Linked DNA regions of Mus musculus: region 2 is linked to region 1. Evidence: chromatin contacts called from public Hi-C data. All regions are on one chromosome and are shown on one strand. Each heading gives the region's core, a stretch centred on a gene start, on an enhancer-like site or on the middle of the called end of the contact. The rest is flanking DNA. Distances are from core to core; before and after follow the strand shown. Region 1 overlaps Capn3 (calpain 3). Region 2 overlaps Ganc (glucosidase, alpha; neutral C).

Region 1 (3,814 bases), core at 675-3,174:
CTCAGTGAGGATTCTAGAGGCTCTGCAGTCCCGGAACCTCAGGCCAAAGGACAAATTTGCCATGCTAACATGCAGACAGCATCCTTGACTCTCCCGACTCTCTTCCAGATAGAACTTTCTCTGCTCTTTTGAGCCTGACCAGAGGCCAGGTCCTCCAACCGCTACTGTCTCTGTAGCTAAGTCCTCAAAGGACCCCTCCCTCCCCACCTGGTAGGTTCTCTGGGATGGAGGGCGTGGCCCTGGAGTTCTGCAGGACTTCAGGGCTGCTGTCAGACCCCACTTTCTGCTACCATCCCCTTTTCCTCCCTTTGCAACAACTCAAAGACAGTTCAGCTTCGTTCTCTGCAGCTGGCTCGCCTCACTCAGCCTTTGTCTCCCCATGCTCCATTGTCCTGACTGGAGAGGCGTCAGTGGGCTGTTCTTGGCCTATCCTTCCCACCCTGGGACTGGTTTGGTGTGGCAGCGACCTTAAAAGACACTTACCCAAGAAATACCTGCAAAGTTCAGAGGAACTTGCCGGGAGGAAAAGTCAGCAGACAATTCCAAACCCCACAGTGCTGAAGAGACCCTCCCCTGAGAGCTACCATAACCCCTAAGGACCCCAAGAGCATAGCAGAGCCGCCACTACGAGCTAAACTCCCCATCCATGCCGCATGCTCAGAAACCTGTGGGGTTTCCCCTCGTTTCTCGGGCCCTGCTTTGTCTTTGCCCTCCTCTGCCTCCTGGTCCACACCCAGCTCCTTGTTGCTGTTTGCTCTGTCAGAAACGAAGATGATGGGCTGGGGAGGGGAGGGGAGGGAAAGGGGCGGGCAGGAGGGAAGCAAGTATTACAGGCCGACGGACACAAGAGGCAGACGACCCCTGAAGCAGCTTTGTCCACTCAGGAGGAAATGGTCACTCAGAAGCCTGAGTCCCATTTCTGAACTCACAAGCCGTGTGGCTAGGAGACATGCCAAACCTTTCTGGACCTTGAAGAGTACTCTCTCTGTCTCTGTCTGTCTCTCTCCATTTCTGTCTCTGTCTGTCTGTCTGTCTGTCCCTCCCTCCCTCCCTCTCTGTGTTTTGTTTTGTTTGGGACTGAATCCCACTATAGCTCAGTCTAGCCCCTGTGTATACCATCATGTGTGGCTTGAACCTCAGTTCTTCTCAGTTTTATTCATATTTTTAAAAACAGCTAATATGTTCTATAAGTTGGATGGTCCGCTATTGTATCCCACCTCCCATTTCTCCTTGTGCGTTCCTAAGTAACACGCAAAAGCGCTAAGAATGCTGAGCACAGATGATGTGATCGGTGATTATCAAGTACTTTTGTGAATTTATTTTTCAAGTGGAAAAACACTGAAGTCTCCCAGAAATTCAGTGTCAAACCCATTAAAAATGAGGCTTTCAGGCTGGTCGTGGTGGCACACAACTGTAACCCTAGCAGAGGGAATGACCACAAATTCAAGGTCATCCTAGTAGAAAACAGAGCTCTGGCCCTGCAGTTCCCCAGGAACCTCTCATATCCTGCTGCTTGTGGCATGTCTGCTCTGCCCAGCCCTCCTCCCCTCATGTAAGAACTACCTTCAGTGGCTGTTCACACTCATCTGCTACTGCACCTGGTAAAACCTCACTTTCCCTTCTGATAGGGCCTCTGCGGAAGCCAGAGGGTTAGTGAAACTGTACTTACTGTGCAAACCCCGAAGGTACTGCAGAAGCAGGAGGGCTACCTTAAGGCCATATTCATGCAAGTGCAGAGGCCACAGAAGAGCTAGAGAGTGGCCACCACATCCTGCCTGTGCTGGTGTGGTGGGAAACAGCAGGGCTTGGGCCAAAGTGCAGATAATCTTAGCAGCCTCCACTAAAAAAAGCAGCCTGGTCAGGGAGGCCCCACTCTGTTCCTGTGCAGCTCACCCAGGGGGAGCACCAGAGAGAGTCGGGTTTAGCTCTGAGAGGCTCCTTAGACCGCAGCTTGCTTTTATAAACAACGGCTCTTGCCAAAGCAAATGAAACTAGTTGGGATCTCAGAACAAGCGAAGGTGACGGTCTGAGCAGACTAGTGGGCAGGGTGTAGCCATGGGGCATCTCTACCAGCCATGCGCTTATAGACTCACATGCAATCTTGACAACACAAGCCTTGAAGGGTAGGGAGCACTGGGGAGGTGAGGCAGGAGACTGGTCTCGGAGTAGACATATGTGGGACTGTGGTTCCAATGTCCCCAGTTGCTAACTGTGTGGCAAATCACTTTGCTTCTCTGAATGTGAACGCTCACTTATAAAAAGCATAAACAGTGACTACCTTATAGATACTATTATATAGTGGGGTAGGGGCTTGCTATAAGCACTTCACATGGTATATGTTCCCTCTGGGCTGGACCAGCACTCGTGCCAGGAGAACCTCTGAGATAGATTCCTCAGGACCACCATAAGCACCCACACCAAACCTTGTCTGACGGCTGTGTATTTCAGAGCACAGACTCTGTGGAACCCCCTGGCTAAGTGTGGTCTCAGGGAGACTGGTTTGTCTCTGCCTTTTCCCCCTCTAAACACAGGACTGATAATGGAACCACAGTCCAGGATCACTGTGAGGCTGAGCTGAAGCACTTGCGAGGGCACCCAACTCAGCAGAGGCTCCAAGGAAAAGAGGAAGAAGTGCATCTTACACATGCCACAGTGTACACACACATGCCATATGTTACACATGTGTATACATATGCATGCATATACACAAGTATACACACATGCCACATGTTACACGCATGTATACATATGCATGAGTATATACACACATGCCACATGTTACACATGTGTATACATATGCATGCATATACACAAGTATACACACATGCCACATGTTACGTGTGTGTATACATATGCATGAGTATACACACACGTGCCACATGTTACACATGTGTATGCATATGCATGCATATACACAAGTATACATACACGTGCCACATGTTACATATGTGTACACACACATGCATGCATGTGCACACATAAGCACAGTGCCTGGCCCACTCACCTTGTTTTTTTTCTTTTTCTGCATAGAAAGGGGACAGTAAATGAGGAATGGGTGAAAATCAAGTTTCTAGGGTGGCCAGTGGCTCAAGACTCTAGAGTCCAGATATTGTAATCAATTGGAGCTCAGGGGTAAAGGCACTTGCCACCAAGACTGACAACCCAAATGACCCCTGGGAACCACAAAGCAAAACAAGAGAACTGACTGCCACAAGTTGTCCTCTGACCCCCACATATGTGCTTGGGACATGCACATACACGAATGAATGAATAAATTAATAAAATACAATTTTTTAAAGAACACAGAGTGCAAAGGAGGAAGAGTATTCTTCTGCCACATCCCAAGACTGACAGCTGCTACGCTTTGTTCTGCTAATCCGATGCTGAGGAGGGAAAGGACCTTGCCAGTCCTTAAAAATAGAATTGGTCGCCAAAATGTGGCTCATTCAAACCTGTGTGAAAGTGAAGTTTTTTTTTTTTTAAGGAGATTTTGTTTTAATATTTAGGCAAACATGTAACAGGGAGATTCATATGTGTTTCCAGGTTAGGGCTTTTTTTGTAAAATCGGAAGGTTTGGCAATTACACTGGGCGAGCAATGTCCTGTGGCAAGTCAGCTGAGCCCCTACCCAGTGTCTTTAAAAACAACAACAAAATACAAAAAAATCCCCCAAAACAAGCAAACAAAAAACCAGGGTTTCTCTGTGTAGCCCTAGCTGTCCTGGAACTCTCTCTGTAGGCCTTGAAACCACAGAGATTCACTTGTGCCACCACACCTGGCCCACCATGTATTATTTGAAAGCTGTTGACAAACAT
Region 2 (4,336 bases), core at 1,609-4,108, 76 kb after region 1:
TGGTCTCACTTTTAGGGACATACAGGAGCAGGACTATTGGGTTCTACTGCAATTCCAAGTTTAAGTTTTTGAGGAACTGGTATATCATTTGACATGAGCGGCTTTATATGGATTAAAATAAGCAGTGTTTTTTGGGGGAAAATGTAGCCTTTGCATGTAGAACAAGTCTTTTCTTTCCTTTCCCTTTGTTTCTCTTTCCTTCCCTTCCTTCCTTCCCTCCCCCCCCCTCTCTCTCTCTCTCTCTCTCTCTCTCTCTCTCTCTCTCTCTCTCTTTCTTTCTTTCTCTTCATGACAGGGTTTCTCTATGTGGCCTTGGCTGTCCTGGAACTCACTCTGTAGACCTGGCTGTCCTCGAACTCATAGAGATCCACTTGCCCCTATCTCCTAAATGCTGGGATTAAAGTTATGTGCTATGGGCTGGTGAGATGGCTCAGCAGGTAAGAGCACTGACTGCTTCTTCTGAAGGTCATGAGTTCAAATCTCAGCAACCACATGGTGGCTCAAGACCACCTATAATGAGATCTGATGCCCTTTTCTGGTGCATCTGAAATCAACTACAGTGTATTTAAGTATAATAATAAATAAACCTTGGGTTGGAGCAAGCACGGACTGAGTGAGCAGGGCCGATTAGAGTGAGCAGGGTTGACTGGAATGAGCAGAGGTCCTAAAACTTCAATCCCAACAACCACATGAAGGCTTATAACCATCTGTACAGCAATAGTGTACTCACATACATAAAATAAATAAATAAATCTTTAAAAAAAATGTCATGTGCTACTACCACCACCCAGCAAAAGAGAAAACTTTCACGTAAATATATGAAGTAAAACACTGAGAATCTAATAACTTAGGTCAGCTTTAATTTTTTGCATTTATTTATTTATTTACTTATTTATTTATTTGGAGGGCAACATATGCACATATGCCACAGTTCACATGTAGAGGCCAAAGGACACCCCACAGGAGTTAGCTTTCTTCTTCTACCATGAGGGTTCTGAGGATTAAACTCGGGCCCTGATGTCAGCAGCAGCCCGAGCCGCCTGCCTTCCCAGCTCAGGTGAGTTTACGAGCAGAGCCTGGCTTTGCTGAGCTTCCCCTCTTCAGTCAGATGTCTGTCTGTGCTGGTATGAGATGTTAGATGAAATGAATGACACTGATTTCTCAGGTCTTGCCTCTCTCTATTGCTATAACTTTCTCAATTTTACCTAAGAAGGAGAACAAATAAATAAACTATGTGTGAAAGAAATTTTGCTTGAAAATGAATTATTTGTCCACTTCTGGCTTCTGTAAAGCAATCCTGTGCCTCCTGAAGTCACATCTGTATGACCCAGGTAGAGACTATGCTAACCCCGGGGCAGACATGGGCTTTAGAGGCTGTGGAATCTCTCAAACAGTTGAAATTTTTCCAATAGATATGGTCTGTAACATTAATAAGCTTTTTGTGACAAGATCTGTGTCTCAAAACTACTACTCTGCCTGGCGTGGTGCATGCCTTTAATCCCAGCACTTGGGAGGCAGAGGCAGGAGGATTTCTGAGTTCAAGGCCAGCCTGGTCTACAAAGTAAGTTCCAGGACAGCCAAGGCTACACAGAGAAACCCTGTCTCGAAAAAAAACAAAAAACAAAAAACAAAACAACAAAAAACAAAACTGCTACTCAAGCAATCTAATGAGCTATTTCCCCAAAGTGAACTTGACGTGTCATCACAATCCTGTTTATAATCATGTGGTTATCTTCTCATATCCTTCCATATAGATGAGTCTTAAGAAAAAGAAGACTTAGTCCTCGGGGCACCAGAAATACTTTCATCACTGCAAAAGGCTACAGCTACTGTCAAGACTCTGTGAGGAGTTATGTGGCTGTGAATGAAAAAAGATTTCTAGTCAGGTGTGGTGGTGTACACACAGAACCTCAGCACTCAGGAGGCTGAGGCAGGAGGATGGCTGTAAGTTAGAGGCCAGCCTGTGCTGCAGAGTCCTGGGGAGACAGATCAGTGGTAGAGTGCTTGCTGCTCAAGTGTGAGGACTGGTGTTCAATCCTCGGCGACCACATAAATGTCAAGTAGACATAGCAGGCTACACATGGGGGACAGACAGGCAATCCACAGACAGGCTGCCTAGCAGACCAGCTGCATCAGTGACATCAGGCAAGAGACTGCCTCAAAACACGCGGTGGAGAGTGACTGAAAACGTCACCTGGTGTCAACTTCTGGCCTGCACATACACATGCCTGTAGACCAAGTCACACATGTGCACAGACATGTGCATGCCATACCCACATACAGAGACACACAAAAGACTTATAGTTTATCTATTTTTTTTAATAACTCAGACAAAGTAATCCTTCACAAGCAGAAGTGAGACCATGTGCCTCTGTGTTTAAAGCCTTCTTTGTTCTTAGGGTTAACTCAAAGATGTAAACATTTCTTAAAGGAAGGTACACTCTGTGACAGATAGGGAACTTAGATCTGTTTAAGGGTGAACTACCAATTCCTTCAGTGATGCCTGCCTGCCAGGAAATGGTCTTCAACAGACTTTGTTAAGTAAAAGAACATTGCTAGTCTTTCCAAGGAACAGCCTGCCTAGTTCTTTAACATTTTACCCAACTCCTTTCACTTTGTGTCCCTTCCTCCTGATAAAAGAAACATGTGGATACAGCATACACACACACACACACACACACACACACACACACACACACACACACACACACCACACGTGTGAACGAAATGTAATAAACACTAAGTTAGAGAATAACTGGGGAAGACACCTGGCTTCTACATCTGACATGCACACACACTTACAAGGACTAAGATGCTAAGATAAGTGAAAGAAAAGGACATGTGGCCCCTTTGTATACGATAGCACACTTACCAGGCACCCTTCTGCAGAAGAGCTGAATAGAAACCACTACTTGCTTACAGACTGGAGTGTTAAAGAAGATCAAAAGGAAATGGCTAGATCTCATTACCTGAGAGGTGGCAGCTGGTGTATTTTGCCCATTTCCTTTGGTAGCTCTGTTTTAAACATAGATAACATTGTTTCACTCAGTGGGAAGACTGCCAGTATTTAATGCAATGAAAAAGATGTTACATTTCCAAATCTTTATAAATCCTATCCTTTAATTAATTAAATATGACATCATTATAGACCAGGCATGGTAACACATGACTGTAATCCAAGGATTTAGAGGGCTAAGGCAGGACATCAGAAATTCAAGGTTGAGCTGGAGAGATGGCTCAATGTTTAAGAGCACTGTCTGCTCTTCCAGAGGTCCTGAGTTCAATTCCCAGCAACCACATGGTGGCTCACAACCATCTGTAATGGGATCTGATGCCCTCTGAAGATAGCTACAGTGTTCTCATAGAAATAAAATAAATAAATCTCTAAAAAGAAAGAAAGAAAGAAAGAAAGAAAGAAAGAAAGAAAGAAAGAAAGAAAGAAAGAAAGAAAGAAAGAAAGAAAGAAAAATTCAAGGTTACTGCTGCCTGCAAAGTAACTTCAAGGCTCTGTCTCAATAAAAAAAAGAAAGAAAGGCAAGTAGCGGCAGTGAGATGGCTCAGTGGTTAAAGAGGCTTGCTGCTTAGACTGCGGTGGTCTGAAGAGATGCTTCTCCATTCTCACCAAGGGCTGTTTGAAAACCTCGCAGCCTGCACTTGCTATTTCTAGCATCAGAATAAGGGAAAATAAATTTGCATTATTTATTTCCACATTATGATTTTTTTAAGTTGCAACTTATTTTTATTTTTGAAATGTTAGCATTGGAAAATAATTTAAATTATTAAATTAGTATTTAATAATCATAAAAGTAATATATACTCATTGTGAGAAAATTAAAAAGTAATAAAAAGAAGGAAAATTTAAATACCCAAAATCCCAATCTACTCTGTCTTTATCTTATTAATATTCTTCCTATCTGTTACTTTCCTGTTGCTGTGACAAAACACGATGACCAAGGCAGCTCACAGCAGAGAAAGCTTGTTTGGGTTTAGGATTCCAGAGGGCTGAGAGTCCATGATGATGGAGTGGTGGAGGCAGGCGGCAGAGATGGTGGCTAGAACAGAAGCCGAGGGCTACATCTGGAACCACAAGCAGGAAGCAGGAAGTAAACTGGGGAAAGGTGTCCGTCTCTCAAAGCCTGGTTCCAGAGACATACTTCTTCCATCAAGGCCACACCTCCTAAGTCTCCCCAAACAGCAGCACCCACTGGGGACCAAGCATCCAAATGCCTAGACCATGGGGACATCTTATTTCAACCATCACATTCTTCAGCTGTTGTTTTTTTTGTTTTTGTTTTTTGTTTTTAATGGAGAAACAGTAAAACTAGCACAACAAATA

What was found. Hi-C and Micro-C count contacts between places; a contact is called where the count stands out from the background.
Region 2: a Hi-C map of double positive thymocytes shows a contact between it and region 1, with 1.8 times the contacts expected there. The contact joins two enhancer-like sites. A contact is called at or near these places in 3 of 484 Hi-C or Micro-C datasets (cortical neurons, double positive thymocytes and liver) and 3 of 9 other capture datasets (adipose tissue, liver and pancreatic islet).

The regions. Positions count from the first base shown.
Region 1 is chr2:120,498,176-120,501,989 of GRCm38.p6, reverse strand. Capn3 (calpain 3) reads right to left here. Exons shown (of 24, transcript NM_007601.3): 15 at 3,005-3,022; 16 at 666-779. Among named protein-coding and RNA genes, the nearest start is that of 4931402G19Rik, 31 kb to the right of the region's middle. Within about 2 kb of position 1,924, at least 92 of the 459 cell types and tissues checked have an H3K27ac peak or open chromatin away from gene starts, as enhancers often do. A contact at or near this core is called in double positive thymocytes, where this site is marked.
Region 2 is chr2:120,422,378-120,426,713 of GRCm38.p6, reverse strand. It overlaps Ganc (glucosidase, alpha; neutral C), which reads right to left. Exons shown (of 24, transcript NM_172672.2): 6 at 2,970-3,015. Among named protein-coding and RNA genes, the nearest start is that of Tmem87a, 20 kb to the right of the region's middle. Within about 2 kb of position 2,858, at least 19 of the 459 cell types and tissues checked have an H3K27ac peak or open chromatin away from gene starts, as enhancers often do. A contact at or near this core is called in double positive thymocytes, where this site is marked.